4 separate regions of the Mus musculus genome follow, and regions 1, 2 and 4 are each linked to region 3. A link is a contact called in public HiChIP or PLAC-seq data. All regions are on one chromosome and are shown on one strand. The core of a region is the stretch at or near the end of the contact, and the rest is flanking DNA. Distances in the headings are between cores, read along the strand shown.

The links. HiChIP or PLAC-seq counts read pairs in DNA pulled down with a chosen protein or histone mark.
Region 1: an H3K4me3 HiChIP or PLAC-seq map of craniofacial prominence shows a contact between it and region 3, with 5 times the contacts expected there. The contact joins the enhancer-like site here to the promoter of Tgfbr3 in region 3. A contact is called at or near these places in 2 of 39 promoter capture datasets (the C10 cell line and embryonic stem cells), 1 of 15 datasets of contacts at CTCF or cohesin (large pre-B cells), 1 of 484 Hi-C or Micro-C datasets (pre-B cells), 7 of 115 datasets of contacts at active chromatin or transcription factors (SST interneurons, bone marrow-derived macrophages, craniofacial prominence and 3 more) and 2 of 9 other capture datasets (embryonic stem cells and liver).
Region 2: an H3K27ac HiChIP or PLAC-seq map of large pre-B cells shows a contact between it and region 3, with 3 times the contacts expected there. The contact joins the enhancer-like site here to the promoter of Tgfbr3 in region 3. A contact is called at or near these places in 1 of 39 promoter capture datasets (cranial neural crest), 1 of 15 datasets of contacts at CTCF or cohesin (large pre-B cells), 1 of 484 Hi-C or Micro-C datasets (embryonic fibroblasts), 12 of 115 datasets of contacts at active chromatin or transcription factors (the 230-238 cell line, DN3 thymocytes, the NIH/3T3 cell line and 8 more) and 2 of 9 other capture datasets (adipose tissue and embryonic stem cells).
Region 4: a contact with region 3 is called in an HNF4G HiChIP or PLAC-seq map of pancreatic cancer cells. The contact joins the promoter of Gfi1 here to the promoter of Tgfbr3 in region 3. A contact is called at or near these places in 4 of 484 Hi-C or Micro-C datasets (CD4 T cells and embryonic stem cells) and 2 of 115 datasets of contacts at active chromatin or transcription factors (memory CD8 T cells and pancreatic cancer cells).

What each region holds. Positions count from the first base shown.
Region 1 is chr5:106,824,088-106,826,787 of GRCm38.p6, reverse strand. No RefSeq gene overlaps it. Among named protein-coding and RNA genes, the nearest start is that of Gm33327, 23 kb to the right of the region's middle. Within about 2 kb of position 1,312, at least 126 of the 459 cell types and tissues checked have an H3K27ac peak or open chromatin away from gene starts, as enhancers often do. A contact at or near this core is called in SST interneurons, craniofacial prominence, memory CD8 T cells and 1 more, where this site is marked.
Region 2 is chr5:106,881,082-106,883,781 of GRCm38.p6, reverse strand. It overlaps Hfm1 (HFM1, ATP-dependent DNA helicase homolog), which reads left to right. Exons shown (of 40, transcript NM_177873.3): 22 at 1,898-1,989. Among named protein-coding and RNA genes, the nearest start is that of Hfm1, 43 kb to the left of the region's middle. Within about 2 kb of position 1,426, at least 6 of the 459 cell types and tissues checked have an H3K27ac peak or open chromatin away from gene starts, as enhancers often do.
Region 3 is chr5:107,288,301-107,291,000 of GRCm38.p6, reverse strand. Tgfbr3 (transforming growth factor, beta receptor III) reads left to right here and starts at 1,372. Exons shown (of 17, transcript NM_011578.4): 1 at 1,372-1,746.
Region 4 is chr5:107,722,900-107,725,599 of GRCm38.p6, reverse strand. Gfi1 (growth factor independent 1 transcription repressor) reads left to right here and starts at 1,257. Exons shown (of 6, transcript NM_010278.2): 1 at 1,257-1,876; 2 at 2,192-2,377. The coding sequence starts at 1,762. RefSeq lists a promoter at 1,238-1,626.

The sequences.
Region 1 (2,700 bases), core at 63-2,562, 460 kb after region 3:
ATGAAGAGGCAGGACAGGTGCAGTCTGTTTTCAAATTAAAGAAACCAAGGTCGGGAGACATAAGACAAGAATGTCCTGGATTCCTCCCTGTCTATGAGGCCAGGCAGACTTCTAAGTTCCCTTAAGGAGGGAGGGAGGGAGGGAGGGAGGGAAAGAGAGAGAGAGAGAGAGAGAGAGAGAGAGAGAGAGAGAGAGAGAGAGAGAGAGAGAGAGAGAGAGAGAGAGACTGTCTGTTTTCAAATTAAAGAAACCAAGGTCGGGAGACATAAGACAAGAATGTCCTGGATTCCTCCCTGTCTATGAGGCCAGGCAGACTTCTAAGTTCCCTTAAGGAGGGAGGGAGGGGGGAGGAAGGGAGAGAGACAGAGAGAGAGACAGAGAGAGAGAGAGAGACTGACTTTTATGCTTTTTGCAATTATAAATACCTCTGATCAGTCGACGTGGCAGGCTGTTTGTCTCCCTGCCAGGCTGGTGACAATGTAATGATAGTATTGTTAACCAGTGTCTTCAGTGATCGTCCACATTTGTCAGACTGTAGAACCGCCTCTGCTGAGCCAGGTGCTTACACACTGGAAGTAAAGCTCAGAAGCAGCCTGCTACCTGGACAAGAAGTCACTATTACTAAACCAGCAGCTGGTGCCTTAGAAACAAAAGCGAATGACCCTGTGTCCAGTCACTGTCGTTCATGTGACATCTCAGGGTCGCTGTGCATCTAACAGCGGAAGACAGTGCCTATCTTTTACCATTTTTAAGAAACATGTCCTAAATCTTAAACAGGAAACGAGATGTTTCTGGTGACTCGGAAGTACAAGCATGGTTGGTTGTGAGGAGGTTTGGTAGAAAAAAGTAGAATTTGAAGCCTGTGTGCCCCAAGTCCGCATAATCATTTCTTCTTTCTTTAGTTGGGTTTGGGGTAGGGGTGGGGCTGGGGGACTGGTGTGGGCTCTGTAGAGAGTGCTTATTCACCTGCATAGCCCCTGGGTTCAGTCTCCTGTGCCACAAATGAAGACTGGAAAGGGGGAACCTACATGCTGAGCACGGCACACTGTTTGGTTGGACAATCAAGGAAACCAATGTTCCGCATACAGGGCTTACAGTTTCGCGGAGAGAAACTCTCTGCTCCCGAGGGCAGATGCCCCCACCCCTTGGCTCTCCCGCTGGGGCTTCCCAACTGGACTCTTCCAACCCCTCGCTGGAGGCTTGGACAGCGGCTGGTCGTGGAGTGCGGACTGAGTTACCGCTCTCACCACAAGACAAACATTTGCCATCCGCGGAGGCCGGAAGGGGAGGTTGTGACGATCTTGTTTCTTGGCAACTGAGAACCATCCTGTTAGAGGTGGCCAGTCTGCTTTCAAAACAAAAAGGAGCCTGTAACTGTAAAGGGCTACCGGGCTCCCGCTCCCCCACCCACTTAGAAGCAAAACCTATTTATGAGGCTTTATTAAGTGCAAATAAGTCCCTCGGCTTCAGCTGGGACTCCGCAGCTGCTGAGGATGCGGCCATTTGCATATAAATGACATGATTTCGGCTCAGAGAAGAATATCAAAAAATATACATGTCGACAATGGAATCTTGATAGATTCACACATATTAAGGTCAGATGTTGTAATTTTTAAGGCTGCTGCATGCTGATGGCTGAATCTTATCACACGTTCAATTCTGTTTGAGTTATATTAGGTTTATCTTCTATGAAATGGAGGATTTTTATTGTGAATTAATTAAGCTACTTTTTCCTCCCTAAAGATGAGAACATTTAGGTCAATAAGCTAAATGCTCTACAAATGCATAGGCTGTGTGATAGCCAAAGTTACCGACGCCAAACTTGGTTTTCGTCCTAGCTAACAGAGGGCTGTGTGCCCAGGTGCTCACAGAAGGGAGCACGGAGACTTCCTTCATGTCAGTGTGTCTGCTGCAAGAGTAGCTGCCCTTTGAATCACCGAGGAAATTTTCTTATTCTTTTTACATGTATGCACACACTCCCACATGTGTGCATGCACAGACATGTATACATACATAGGACCAAAGGACACTGAGTGTCATTCCCTATCAGCTTTCCACCATTTCTTTGTTTAAATGATTTTATTTATTTTTGTGTGCATTGTTGGTTCTCTTGCTCGTGTGTCTGTGTGAAGTTGTCAGATCTCCCGGAGTTGGAGTTACAGACAGCTGTGAGCTGCCATGTGGGTGCTGGGAATTGAACCCTGGTTCTCTGGCAGAGCAGCCAGTGCTCTTCACTGCTAAGCCATCTCTCCAGTCCTCTTTGTTTAAATGTGAACGATTGGCTTCTAACTTCCCCAGAACTTACCAACTAAGTTAGGTTGGATGGCCACCAGGCCCCAGGGGTTCGCTGTTAACATGTCTTCAGTGCCAGGATTATAAGTGAGAGTCTTCATTCCTGGGCTGTTTTGTTTGTTTCAGTTTTTAATTTAAAAATTTAGATAACTTTCCTCCATTCCCTTTTTTTCTCCCCTCCCCCCATGCCTTTATTTCTCCCCCCAAATTCCTGGACTCCTCTTCCCTAATGGTTATATGCAAATACATATATATATATATAAATATATAAATACAGCCAGCTGAACCCATTCATTGTTGCATGTACATGATTTCAGGGCTGACCACTTGCTACTGAAAAATCAATTTAGGGGCTCCCCTGTGGGAAAGACTACAAGACTCCCAAAACAAAGCAATAAAGGCTATTGC
Region 2 (2,700 bases), core at 177-2,676, 410 kb after region 3:
ATAGCCTCACAAGAAAGAGCTATGTCAGGGTCCTGTCAGCAAAATCTTTCTGGAATATGCAATAGTGTCTGGGTTTGGTGATTGTTTATGGGATGGATCCCCGGGTGGGGCAGTCTCTGGATGGTCTTTCCTTCCTTCTCAGCTCCCAACTTTGTCTCTGTAACTCCTTCCATGGGTATTTTGTTCCCCATTCTAAGAAGCAATGAAGTATTCACACTTTGGTCTTCCTTCTTCTTGAGTTTCATGTGTTTTGCAAATTGTATCTTGGATATTCTAGGATATCATCCTGAGTGAGGTAACCCAATCACAAAAGAACACACTTGATATGCACTCAACTGATAAACTGATATTAACCCAGAAACTTAGAATATCCAAGATACAATTTGCAAACTCTGCTTTAATGGCCTTGAAATACTCTGGATTTATCAATTGATAACTATATTGGCAGCAAGTCACTTTGCATTTCTGTTTACTTGTCTTTTTTCTCCATTTTGGTTCCATACTTTGACTTTGGATTGCTTATCTTTATAGTTTTTTCTCTAGCATACTTTTTCTTACCTAAGAAATTTTATTCTGATTAATAAATCAACAAATACTAAGTGCTTTCTTAAATTTTTAAATATTTTGTGGGGTAGGGAAATACTTTATATTAATTTTTAAACAGATGGTAAAAGGACCATTTTTAAATATATTCCCCAAATAACAATATTCTTGTGGTTTACATTGCACATTGTTCTTTCAGAAGCTCCTTCTGACACACTACATTACTGCATTCTCATTGCACACACTCAGCAGGCTCCTGCTTGGGACAGTGACTCGAGCTGACCTAGCTCCTTCCCAGGCTCTCAGTTAATTCTGTCTGTTTTATAACATTCTTAATGCTGCTCACTCTGTTGTCATGACAGACATAGTCTCATCTTCAAGAAAAACTATGTTCATACATCAATGCCAATGGCTCCCTTGAGACCCAGTATGCCATGTCTCTCTTCCTGGCTGTTTTCTGTGTATGTTTGTAGGACTGGAATATTTTGGATGTAGACAAGTACTAATTAGACCCCATGGCCTCTGCAGTGAAATCTTCCATCAATCTCACTGCTTCTCCCATCCCCTCTTCCCAGCCACCTTGTTATTCTATTTTCAAAGCATTTTATTTTGAAACTCCAATTTAACTAAAAATTGCTAAAGAATTATCTGATTATTAATCTTACAAATCAGATCCAAGTTTTGAGCTCCTTTGAATTAAAGCTCCTTGAGGCTGCTGTAGCTTGTCATCCATCATTTCTTAATTTACAAAATTAAGCAACATTTACTAAATATTGGGCACCACAGCCAAATTTTAGGCATCTACCTAAAAACGTTATGACCTTAGTAATTGAGAACTGTACACACAGTCTTGTAGGTTGTAGGTGAGGTTTATGACAGGCAGGCTACGGGAGCTCAGGATCGTCAAGCCGTGACCCTTTCTAAGCTGTGTAAAGACTGCCTTCTTTATTTCCCTGTTTTCATAAATAAATCTTGATTCTCTCCAAGGTCGTAATGGCTTTGCTTCCTGTCTGCAAGTCATATTAGCCACGTTTAAAATGTTACTTAAAACTCAATTTTCCTATTAGGTCATCCCATAATGACCATTCTCTTAGGTAAACTTCTTCTCAACTTAAGTTTGCATGTAAATATTGTCAGTCAGTGGATTCTGTTCTCTGTCTTCCTGTGGTTATCTCCAGCCAACTGTAAGTCCTGTACATTGTGCTTTCTACATTTTGGGGATGTTTGGGGGTCATTACAAGCACACAGTGCACATTAAGTAGATGTTAAGAAAATGCTTGTTAAACTTATTTCTTAAAAACCAAGTTGTATCAGCTAATGTGGAAAGTGTTTCTTTTTCCATCTTTTCTAACAGAGGCAGGAAGACTAATGGCTTGGTATTATATTACATTTGAGACAGTCAAGAAATTTTGTGCAATCAGTGGAAAAGAAACTTTATTGGATTTAGTAAGTTTCATTGGAAATTAATAATTATAGAATAAGAGTAATATTGGAGAGATAACTCATCTGTATATCTCCTATAACTTAAAATTGAATGATCAGAAAGGAAAAAATGATTTGAATGGTTATGTTTCCCTCTAATCATGAAATAGAGAATTTAACTTCTAAGAATAAATTATATTTTCATTTTTGTTTCTCACCAAAGCTAAGAAAACTTATATACAAATAGGTATGGCAACTATCCTACAACTTACTTGATTATGACAACTTCAAGTATAGCATCATATATTAGCAGAGTCTGCCATGAATGAATGGCATGACATTCATCCATTCACGCATGAGTACATGAATTGCTGTGGTGCCCTGTGCCTGTATCCCTTCCCTAAATTATTTGCCTAAGCATACCTGTAACAGTGGCAATAGAATAGTGTTGTGACAGCCCAGGTGGGGACCAAAAGCTGATTCTGGAGAAAATGGGACCAATAAATAGGTTGTACTCAGAGATCAACAGTGGGAAGAGTTTTGCAGCTACCGTAATGAAGGGACCAACAGACTTCTGCTGGAAACATGGGTATACAGAAGAGATTGGTAGAAGATATTTATTCTTAAATTTGAACCATACTAGATATCATTAGTTACCACAGTAATTATTTTATTAAAGACTGCACAGTAAAATTCTGTTAAGGAGTCATGTGAGCAAAGTTTGATAAAGGAAAA
Region 3 (2,700 bases), core at 123-2,622:
ATCCTGACTCTACTGAACTTCATATATCTGTGAAGTGTTTGCGAGTGGATCCAACTGTCTCTTCAAACCTGTGAACTGAACTACAGATTTCCAGACAACACAGATGGGAGTTGCTCCAAAGAACCTTTCTAAACAGGTCTACTTCCCCATATCCTTTGGTTTTTCCTACTTCTCTGGAGGGTGGTGGGCAAGAAGGGAGGTTAAAGTGTTTAAGAAACATCATTAAAAATAGGCTTTAAAAACTTAAAATTACAAAAGTCTAGCTGGGCTACTCATTTGTGCAAAGGTTCCCTGACGATCCAGCAGCTGTCAAGACTGGAAACTTGTCTTTGAACCAGACACTTCAGTCACTCCATCTGTTGTGGCACCTGTAGAGTTTCCCGTGAAGTAACTGGTGACAGAATTCCATGGATAAAGGTGCTTGCTGCCAACCCTGAAGAAATGCACCAAAGATGGATTCTTGGGCCCTACTTGAGGAAAGGGAGAAAGTTGTCTTCTGACCTCTACTCTGGCCAAGGCTGGTTCTGAACTTGTGATTCTTCTGCCGTACTTGGTTGTATGTGGTGCTGGGGCTCAAACTCAGGGCTCTGTGTATGCTGGGCAAATACATTACTACCGAGCTATAGCCCCAATGGGCAATTCACCTTTTAATAGAAAGTGAAGCGTAAACAGTGCCAGATTTGTGTTGGTGACTGAAGTAGCTGCATTCAACTCTTGCAAAGCACATTCATGCAGGCAGGACCCTGTGTGCTCGCCTATCCTGTGTTCAGAGGGCCGCGGGGAAACCGTAGGAATGGAATTCAGCAGCTGGAGAAGGCACTTTAATTCAGCAGCTGGAGAAGGCACTTTGAGCTAGGCTGTAGAAAGTAAGAGACCCTGACCACACCACAAGAGCATATCTTTAGATAACCGAAACTGGAGAAAAACCAAACTGGGGCAGAATGAATGTGTGCATGGGGCTTCGATGTGGGAATGGGTTTCTCTGAGATTTTTTTTAAAGGAATTTTTATATCAACAACCAGGAATCCAATAAAACTATCTTCTCCTAAGGCCCTGGTAGTTTGAAGGATCTAGGGAAAGGCAGCGAGTCTTCGCAGTGCGCGCCACATCCCGGGTACTCCACACTTCTTCCAGGCCGGGGATGCCCAGCTGTCATCCCATCTCGGGCCGAACCCCCCCCCCCCCCCCCCACACACACACACACCCGACTTCCTTTCTATCCTTACAGCTCCAGCCTTCTCTGCCCGAAGGGAAGCACAGGCTGGAGCAAGCTCTCTAGGCTCATCCATCAGCAGTGGAGGAGGAGGAGAGGAGGGGCAGGAGGAGGAGTTTCTAGGCGGCCGAGCCCCCGAGGCCCGCGGTGCCCTTCCCCCCTTTCGCTGATTGCTGTGGCTGCGCGCCCGACCCCGCCCGCGCGTGTGCGCGGCCGAGTTAGGGCGCCGCACGGGCCTGATGGGGGTGATCCAGGCTTTCGGGGACGCCGAGCGCCACTTTCCTCCTCCCTGGCAGTGAGAGAGAGAGAGAGGTGGAGAGGGAGAAGCGGGCTGCTGTCCTTCCAGGCCACTTTCGCTGCGCGATTCCGCGAGCTCCCGGCAGGAGGTGAAAGTCCCCGGCGGGGTCCGGATGGCGCAGTTGAACTGCGGCTGCTGAGCTCGCGGCCGCCTGCGCGCGCTGGGCGCGGGGACTCGTCTGGGCTACTCCCCCACCTCGCGTTGGACGACCGGTCCTGGACACACCGCTTGCGAGGTACGTGCGGTTTGGCGCCCTATCAGAGGCTGTGCACGCTGCGTAGTGCGGGTCGGTGCCTGCTTTGCGGGGTTGCTCTGGCCATCCAGGACCCCGAGGCTGGGACCTGGCTTTGGTCCCGCAGGGTTGACGCTGAGCGGAACCGGGATCCGCTGCGGTCCCGGGTGGGCAGCGCCGGGGAGGAGTTCCCCACACCCGCTTTCGCTCTTCCTCTCCACGGTTTCCTAGTCCCGTGCGGGGCTGCAGGCCACTGCGCTCCTGGCGCGTGACAGCGTGGGTGGGCACTCGACCATGATGGGTAGCAGAGGCCGCGGCCGCGGGACTCGCGCGCCAACGCCAGTCCTGGGTCCCCGCTGGCCGCGCCCTGGCTCGGGGAGTCAGTCCCGAAAACGCTGTGAAGGACGCTCCCGGGTTAACCTTGTGGCGCTCCCGCTGATGGTAGAGGCTCCCTACGATTTGTGAACTTGGTTGGGACAAACTTGAAACTCTTGGATGTTGCTAGAGGAATCCGCTTGTAGAGTTGGGCTTATTGGGGCATTTGTCCCACCTTCCCGCACCGGATAGGAGTGCAGACAGCTGGAGTGACAAGCCGCAAGTATCACGGCTTAGGTGTTGGTGCAAACAGTTGCCCTACTCGCTAACCGTGAACTGGGAGGACACGGTCCCCCAAGGTGGCTGTGCGGTTTGGAGGAGTGCACAGATGTTTCTGACTGGGACCGTGCGGAGCGCAGCACAGGTGTTAGCGCCTCGTGCTGCGCCCTGCTGTGACAGGAGAGCCGCGAGGATAGGCATCCCGTGAGTGTCAGACTGAGATAAAGAACCAGCCAATTTAAAATTTCTTCTTTCTTCGAAGAAGTGAGCGGTTTGGGAGGGTACCAACACGCAAAAAAACCCATATCGGGATCCTTTAATATCCAGGGAATGGCCCTTTAGATTGTAGCGGGTAATTTTAGG
Region 4 (2,700 bases), core at 8-2,507, 430 kb before region 3:
CGTGCCGCCCCGCCCCCTGGACGCCAGCTGCAGCACGAGGTTGCCTTCCCACGCGCTGGGCCTCCTTGCCATCCCCTTACCCCTCCTACCCGGAACCCAGCAAAGCCCTCCGAAGCGTAGGTTTGTGGCCTGGGCGAGGACGCCACCTCTGTGTCTACCCTGTCCCGCGTGGTGCTGACGCGCAGACCCAGCGCGGGACCAGACAGCCCTGCTTCCCACGGGTCCCGTTCTTGGCTATCGCAGGACCGAACCTCATCGAGGCCTCCAGAACTCTTGCCCTGTTTTCTTGCTCTTCATGCTTGCTTTAAGAATTGTCCTCTGGTTGGAGCGTCTGGCTGTACAGACAGGGAGTGCGGGAAAATTAAAGCGCCGGAGCCTGGGTTCTGGGAGCCAAACCCGACCAAGGCGTGTGACTATACATTATGACTGGGAATCTGAAGCAGGAGTCCTTGGGCTCCTTTTAAGTGGGTACAACAGGGTGTGTTCTGTACGCGCTCCTGGGGGGGGGTGGCGAAGAGGCTCGGGTTCCTCAGTCTGAACTGCACGAAGCCCAAAGACCCGGGGCGTGCGCCGGCCTGTGCCCCAGTCTTTGAGCCCGCCGCCGCCGTTCAGCCTCTATTGCCTTGGACCTTGGAGGCAGGCGGATTCGTTTCACCCTAGGCCTCCCTAGGGTCGCCCCCGGAGCGGGCCAGGAGCTGGGACGCAGTCTCAGCCCCGCCTCCTGCAGGGCTCAGGTTTCGACCCGAGATTAGGTGAACTGATTGGGGGTTAAAGAGAGCGACGCCAGCTCTCGGTCATGCTCAGGGACCCTGGCCTCCTGGCCAGGCCTTCTGGCCACTGCTCACTCGTGCGCGCTCCGGTTTCATCTTGCTGGCCCGCGAAGTCGTTGGCACTCATTAAATTTGGGCACCGCGTGTTTGCCAGTAAGCACGCAGTTTAAACTCAACTTCCCTAGGACAAGATTTTTGGTGAGCAGATCAGAAAATAATTCTTTCTGGGACTTAGTTTCTGAAGCAAGGCCTACAGGTCTGGAATGTTTCTCAGTGGTCGCCGTCCTGGCCGGTGCCACACCACTATTCCAGTGGGCGTTTCTCCTGGGACAAGTGTTGGTCCTTTGCCACTCCCACCTCACTTTCCTGTGCCTCTGGCTTCCTGACTTCTGCTCCAGCCACTGCAGCACATAGTCCCTAGGCAAACCAGTCCCTAGTACGCCCCTCTTTCGCTTCTGTTCGTCGCGGGGCTCCTGGAGGTTTTGGCTCCAAGCCCCTTCCGGGTCCCAAACACTGATGCCCCCTGACTGGCTAAACTAAGCCACGCATCCCTGGCGTGAGCCACAACCCAGAAGGGAGCAGGTGGGCTTGCAGGGTTGACTTGGGATAACGGACCAGTTGTGGACTACTGCTCTCAGGAGAGTGATGATCTAGCTTTGGTAGGGAAGGGGAGGGGCTGAGGCGTGGGCAGGGCAGAGCAAAGGGACCAGAGCCAGAGCCTGGGGACAGGTTTTACCACTGAGCTGTTGCAGTGGCGGCGGAGGCCGGGATTCGTGCCACCTGTCCGAGTGCCACCTGGTGAGCGTGGCGCCTGGGTCCAGGCCCCTCCTCCCGCGGCTTCCCTCTCTCCTCCCTGGCCCACACTCTTCCTTGGCCTGGGAACCTACCACAACCGCCATCGGTGCTGACCCTCGTTTCCACCCAATTTTCCCCCTTCTCTCAGAACTCAGAGTATCCGAGGGTCCAAACATTCGTCCAGCGGCTGACCACCATGCCGCGCTCATTCCTGGTCAAGAGCAAGAAGGCGCACAGCTATCACCAGCCGCGTTCTCCGGGGCCGGACTACTCCCTGCGCCTGGAGACCGTGCCTGCGCCGGGCAGAGCAGGTGCGAAGCGCGCAGAGGCCGGGTAGGGCAGCTGCCGAGGACACCGACTCTGCTCCAAGCCACCTCGTTTCCTAGGAATCGGGGGAGGCTATCCTAACGCCCCTCGGGTGCTTTTTTGTTTTTGTTTTTGTTTCCCGGTGCTCAGATTTGCTGAGCTTGCCAGAGATGCCCCTGGCGCTCGCAGTCGGCTCTTGAATTCGGGAGGGAGGGCTCCCGGTTGGGTCAGAGTGGACAGAGGAGGACACGGGCGCCACGGTGGAACCACTTCAGTTCGGCCAGGTTTAGGTTTATTTCTCTCCTGAATCTTTTCCGCAGAGGGCGGCGCTGTGAGTGCAGGCGAGTCGAAAATGGAGCCCCGAGAGCGTTTGTCCCCCGACTCTCAGCTTACCGAGGCTCCCGACAGGGCCTCCGCGTCCCCCAACAGCTGCGAAGGCAGCGTTTGTGACCCCTGCTCCGAGTTCGAGGACTTTTGGAGGCCCCCTTCTCCCTCCGTGTCTCCAGGTAAGCCTTGATTCGAGGTCTTGTGGCAGAGTTCTGGAGTCGCAGCACGGAGGGAAGCCCGCACAAGGGATGCAGAGGGTCGGCCTAGGGATCTGGCTCCTAAGGGAACAGGGTTCAGGGGAGGCATCCAGCTTTTGTGCTGGACACCTTGCCCAAAGTGTCCTCTGCCTCCTTCTAAGTCCCTTAGCTCCAGGCTGGCCCTTAATTCGTTTGCCTGGAACTAACAGGCGAGGTCAAACGAACTGGTCCTTCTCTGGCTGGCATTTCTTTTATGTCCAGAATTCATTGTTTAGAAATTGTCAGATCCCAGAATCCAGGACCCA